Regions from separate parts of the Pan troglodytes genome. Here region 1 is linked to region 2. The links are chromatin contacts, called in public Hi-C maps. All regions are on one chromosome and are shown on one strand. The core of a region is the stretch at or near the end of the contact, and the rest is flanking DNA. Distances in the headings are between cores, read along the strand shown. Region 1 has its middle 77 kb from the start of B3GALT1. Region 2 has its middle 410 kb from the start of XIRP2.

Region 1 (2,910 bases), core at 348-2,847, 650 kb after region 2:
GGCTGCGTTCCCAGGAGGTCAGACATTGTTAGTCACAGGATGGGAGAGGAGGTGGGTAAGGCCTGGTATCACAAGATAAAGGTCACAAAAACCCTGCTGACAAAACGTGATACAGTAAAGAAGCAGGCCAAAAACCACCAAACCCAAGATGGTGACAAAAGTGACCTCTGCTCATCCTCCCTGCTCATTATATCTAATTACAATAAATCAGCATGCTAAAAAGACACACCTACCAGAGCCATGACAATTTACAAATGCCATGGCAATGCCAAGAAGTTACCCTATATGGTCTACAAGTGGGAGGAACCCTCAATTCCAGGAATCGCCTGCCCCTGTCCTGGAAAACTCATAAATAATCTACCCTTTGTTTACCATATAATCAAGAAATAACTATGAGTATACTCAGTTGAGCAGCCCATACCACTGCTCTGCCTATGGAGTAGTCATTCTTTTATTCCTTTACTTTCTTAATAAACTTGCTTTCACTTTACTTTATGGACTTGCCCCAAATTCTTTCTTGCATGAAGTACAAGAGCCCTCTCTTGGGATCTAGATTGGACTCTTTCCAGAAGCAACAGAATGGGGGGAGTAAGACACATCTTGTTGAACCCCATCCCTTGCTAACTAAGCTGATTAGCTTAGTTAATAGCTAAGAAAGCTATTGGGCTTTCTTCCCTAAGGGCTAAACAGAAACCAGACCTTTTCAAAAGACTCCTCCTCTGATACGACCCAACCACCTGACCCTGCCTCTCCTTTTTCGCCAGATGAGAGACTACCAACCACTGAGTGGTCTTGGCCAGTCCACAGAGAATGTGCAGAAAGGGTTTCCACGTCTTCGGCTTCACCTTTTGACATCAGAGGGGTGAAAACTTCACCCTCAGATCATGTTGAGGCCGCCATTTCTTGAATATGGGTCAAATGAAGGGGCATGAAGCTCAATCGCACATGCACCTATTTCTCCTCTTATAAATATTCATAACTCCTCCTATAGCTTATTGAATATGTATATTTGGCCACCCTGTTGATTATAAATTCCTGTTCTCTTTGCCCCTCCCTTAAAGTGTCTGTTCCTGGCATCTGGCCAGAGGCTATGCTTCCTAGCCTGTGAGAAGGTCACCCTGCAGGCTGCAACCGTTTATGAGAAATAGAGCTCTCCTTTCCAAATTCATGAACCTTATCTTTCTCCAGTTGAGAGTGGGTAGGACTATTTGTCAGACTCTTTCCTCCTCACTTCTCGCTTCCTCAGTTATGCCCACTGTCTGTTCTGGCCATTCATACCCCGATTCACAGCCACACCCAAAAGAAGGGGAAAGCTCCAAGCAAGAGGGATGGTGCCACCATAATATCCACAAAAGCAGCCCAGATCCTGAGAGGAGCCCTTAGGGCTATGCTCACCTGATGCCTAGAGCTGTCTGCAGATTTTTGCAGGATGAAGATGAGGCTGTCTCTTTCTCTCCCCCTCCTCCTGCCCACCAGCTTTCTTTAAGAGGCTCCAGGGGAAAAAGCAGAAAGCAATAAAGCTGCATTGTAGAGCAATGACCCTCCACCTCTTTGTAACCTCCAGTAGATTGTCCCTGACTCTCCCTGTACAATTCTTTGCTATAACAAAAGACCCTAATTAGCTGATTGGAATTTCTAAAGCCCTATTCACCAACAGCTCAACTGTTACAGCTGAATGGATGGACCAGTTCAGTCAAGCAGCAACCGGTTTATTCCTTCCTCTGCTCAATTAGGCCTCTAGAATGTTCATGTTGGAAAGGAAGTTAATAATCAACTAATTAATCCCTCTCAATCTAAAAATGAGTACACCGAGGCTTAATGAAGTAAAATGGAACTTGAGTGAGGTCACACAGTCAGCAGCAAAGCTGCAGCAGAAGACATTAGGGTTTTACATGTTACTACCACAGAATGTAATTGGTTTATTTTTATTTAAAATTTTTTAGTTGTATTTTTTAAGTCTATTTAAGATAAAGAATCACACTGAAATGGTCCCTTTTCATACAACTATTTCTTGTTCTTTGATCTTGGGAAAATTACTTACCTTTCTGGATTTGTAAGGCATATCACAAAAGGGACTGAAGAACATAAAAGCTAGTTATAATACAAATAACAAAATAAAAAGCAAGTGCAATGAAAAGCCTATGGCACGGTGGTGGAGTGACCAGCAATAATCTTCAAGGCCTCTTCCAAGACTCTACCTAATTTTCTGCAAATAATTTTGTACCCAAAACGTTGAGTCTCTTACTCCAAAATGTATAAACTTTAGGCTCCACAAAACCTGGATTTGCCCTTTGAAAGGCAGCATGGTATAGTGGAAATTCTCTCGAGTCAGACTGAATTAGGTTCAAATCCCCTCTGCCGTTTACTAGCTGGCTGACCTTGGAGAAGTTACTTACAATCTCTGTACGTCTATTTCCTCATCTATAAAATGCAGATAGTGAAACCAGTTTCCTAAAGTTGTTGGAAAGGCTTCAGAAAGGTAATGTAGGAAAAGCTTTTGGCTTAATGTCTGGCCCACAGCAAACCTGAAGTAAAGTGTGTCTTGTCTTATATTAGGAGGTTGTCTGATATAATGATTAAGAGCATGGGCTTTGGAACCCCATAAACCTACATTCGAATTCCTGCTTCATATTGTAGTACTAATTTTGTTATCTTGGGCAGCTTAGTCTTTCCAAGACTTAGTTTTCTCCACTTTAAAATGGGAGTAATAACACTTAACTGACAGAGTTAAGATTAAATGAGATAGTATAATGTGCTTAGCAGAGTGACTGCTTTGGGCTGCAAGTAATAGCCAGAAAACATTCAAAATGGCTCAAAGCAGTGGCTTTCAAACTTTTTGGTACAACACACAGTAAGACATAGATCTTAATACTGTTCCTTAGTGCACGTATCCACATTATCACAGAACTA
Region 2 (2,806 bases), core at 187-2,686:
GATCATCTGGCTCCCAAACTACATTGGTCAAATTACTGAAGGGGAGGAAGGCATAAGAGAATTGGAAAAAACAGTGATGATATGCACGTACTTTCTATAGTACTAAAAGATGGCAATACACATCTATTTTGCAATCAAATTTTCCTCATAATGCTAGTAAAATTTAGACAGGGTTTGTTTTGGTGATCACAGGATATATGGAGTTTTTAAAGAGTAAGGTAAGTGAAGAAAAGGGTGATTATTATTGCAAACAAAAAGGATCCCTTAAAAATACAATTAGCAAGAAGAGCTTCAGCATCATAGCTAAGACACATTGAATTCCAGCAATTTGTCAACTATGTAGCTGATATACACACTTGATTTTTGACCCTCACAACAACGTTGTGAGGTGGGTATGACTATTTATCAGAGAGGGTCACTTTGGGAAGGTCCCAAGCTTATTAAAACCTTCATGTACAACTTTTTTTTTTTTACTAGAACATTGTAATATAAACTTATTGGTAGAACTCTGAGCCATTCAAACATATTTGTACTAAAGAAACTAAAAATGTTCCATAAGGGAAGATCATTACAATTTAGGGGAGAGTGGTGCAGAAAAACATTTTGTGGCTTTTGTTTTCTTTTTCTTTTATTGCTAAATAACATTACTTCGCTAGTGTTTGAGTCAAACACACATTAAAAATAAAAACTATTAGAACATTCAGACTTGATTATCCAAAGAAAAAGGAAAAAATGAAGCAAACCGATTAGGTTGGCTGCTTAAATTATCTTTCCCCATTCTCAAGGTTTTTTGTTTGTTTGTTTGTTGCGTTTGGGGTGGGGAGGTGAGGGGCGTTTATTTGGAGGGAAGATGGGGAAGGTCCACTCTGCCTACAACTCCGACATTTCTCCGTGTGCCTCTTTGCTAGCTGGGGACACTTCGTGGCTGATTACTATGAGGAGTGGTTCGAAGCCTAAGAAGTAGTACTCTTTTCAGCTGCCAAAGGGAGAAGGACGGGGGCGCTGTCTGGTGACTGTTCGCGTGATTCCTTCAAGGCGGCGACCACCTCCTGGGATTCGCTCTCCAGCCGCGCCGTTCGTACTCGGGTCCCGCGACCCCTCCCCGCTCCCCCCTCGCCCCAGCGATGCCAAGACGCTGAACCGCAGGGACGAGGCTCTGGGGACAGAGTCACCCGGCGGCGCCCTTTCCTGCCAAGCCGCGGGCTCCTGGCGGTCAGAAAGCGCCCCAGGCCCACCCCTGCGGGCCCGGCTTTCCCTTCTCACCTAAGGCTACGGGGCCACGAGTCCCCCATCCTGCGCCCCTCCCGCGCCTCCCCCATCCCAAACCCCAGCAGCGTCGCTGCCTCTCCCGGAAACAAGCCCGCTGAGCAAAGGCGGAGGAAAACCTTGGGCCTTCCGCTCTGATTGGTCTCCCCCCGCCGAGCGGGGCGAGGCAGCGATTGGCTGCCGGGCGTTGTCAGTCGCCGAGGCCAGAGCCATCGCCGGGGAAGCGCAGCCGGGCTCGGGTGCTTCGGCTGCCGCCGCGGCTGCTCGGCTAGTGCAGCTGGGCGAGCTCGCGCGGGCGCCGCCGCCGCCTCCGCTGCTGCCCACCCCGCCGCGCCGCCGGCGCTGCCGGTCTTGCAGGCGGCCGCCGGGGAGGGGCGGCCGAGAGAGCGGAGCACGAGGAGGCGGGGGCGGCAGAGAAGTGATGCTGGCGCCGGGGATCGGGGCAGCGGCAGCGGAGCAGCAGCATCTTCGGGACCCTGGCTGCAGCGTCCCTGTGGCCCGCGCGCCAGCCCAGCGGCCGGAGACCACGCGCCCCGCGGGTAAGGTTCTGTCCGGCAGCGCCCGCGAGGCCCCCGGGACGGCTGGCGTGGTCTTTGGGGGTTACGAGGCGCGTGGTGGCCGGGGCATCCCGACGAAGGTGTTGGGACCCGGACTGTGTGTCCCGACGCTGGGCTGGGCTACTGCCCGCGCCCGTGCGGCTCCAGCTGGTGCGTTCTCCCTTCCGCGCTGACAGACTTTGACAGCGCGGGGATGGCATTGTGTGAGTGTGGATGTGGATGCGTGTGTGCGCGCGCGCGGCTTGGGGCACTTTGCAGCGAGAACAGTGGGTCCCCTCTGCGTGGCCCGACGTCCTTCAAGGACCCAAGCTGGGCTGGAGTGAGTAGGATGCTGTTGGCTCGGCGGGAGGTAGAACGCACGGAGCGCACGGGAAAGTCCACCGTGGCTCGTAAAGAGCCGAGCAAATTGAACTTTATTGCGGTGATTAAAAGGAGCTGTGGACCTGGCGCGCCAGGGGAGAGGCGCGTTCCACGAGGCTCCCCAAAGTCCCACTTTGCCCCGGGGACTTCGGAGGGGAAGGGAGGAGAGGGAAAAGTAACTGTTGGTCCACATTGCTGAAGAAAAGGAGGAAAGAGAAGTTGGGGGTGGGGGTGGAGGTTACTCTTGGGGGAGTGGCGACTTTTAGGTGTCTGAAGCCCCGCGTGGGAGGCTTGCTACACTTTTCTGGAGCGCAGACTTGAGGATGGAGAGTCCCACTCTGAGGTACTGGTAGCGGCTCCTCCTGCCTGGTGGCGGCGTAGGGCGCAGCGGGACAGCTTGGTGGAGGCAGAGCGGGGCTCGGACGCCCGACGGCCCGGCGTCCAGGTGGGGCCACTGCCTCCCCAGGCCGCTTTGGCCCGCTGACCTCCCAGGTTGAGACCCGGCCTGGTGCGCCTCTGGCAGCTGCCAAATGCCTGGCGGCTCCGCCTTCCGACAAAGTTCAGGCCCGCTGGGGTCTGGTCCATCAGACCTAGGGCACGTTAACCACGCAGAGTAACCAGGT

What was found. Hi-C and Micro-C count contacts between places; a contact is called where the count stands out from the background.
Region 1: a Hi-C map of stem cell-derived neural progenitor cells shows a contact between it and region 2, with 6 times the contacts expected there. The contact joins two enhancer-like sites. A contact is called at or near these places in 1 of 7 Hi-C or Micro-C datasets (stem cell-derived neural progenitor cells) and 1 of 1 datasets of contacts at active chromatin or transcription factors (stem cell-derived excitatory neurons).

What each region holds. Positions count from the first base shown.
Region 1 is chr13:69,957,219-69,960,128 of NHGRI_mPanTro3-v2.0_pri, forward strand. No RefSeq gene overlaps it. Among named protein-coding and RNA genes, the nearest start is that of B3GALT1, 77 kb to the left of the region's middle. Within about 2 kb of position 1,598, at least 6 of the 24 cell types and tissues checked have an H3K27ac peak or open chromatin away from gene starts, as enhancers often do. A contact at or near this core is called in stem cell-derived neural progenitor cells, where this site is marked.
Region 2 is chr13:69,309,090-69,311,895 of NHGRI_mPanTro3-v2.0_pri, forward strand. No RefSeq gene overlaps it. Among named protein-coding and RNA genes, the nearest start is that of XIRP2, 410 kb to the left of the region's middle. Within about 2 kb of position 1,437, at least 23 of the 24 cell types and tissues checked have an H3K27ac peak or open chromatin away from gene starts, as enhancers often do. A contact at or near this core is called in stem cell-derived neural progenitor cells, where this site is marked.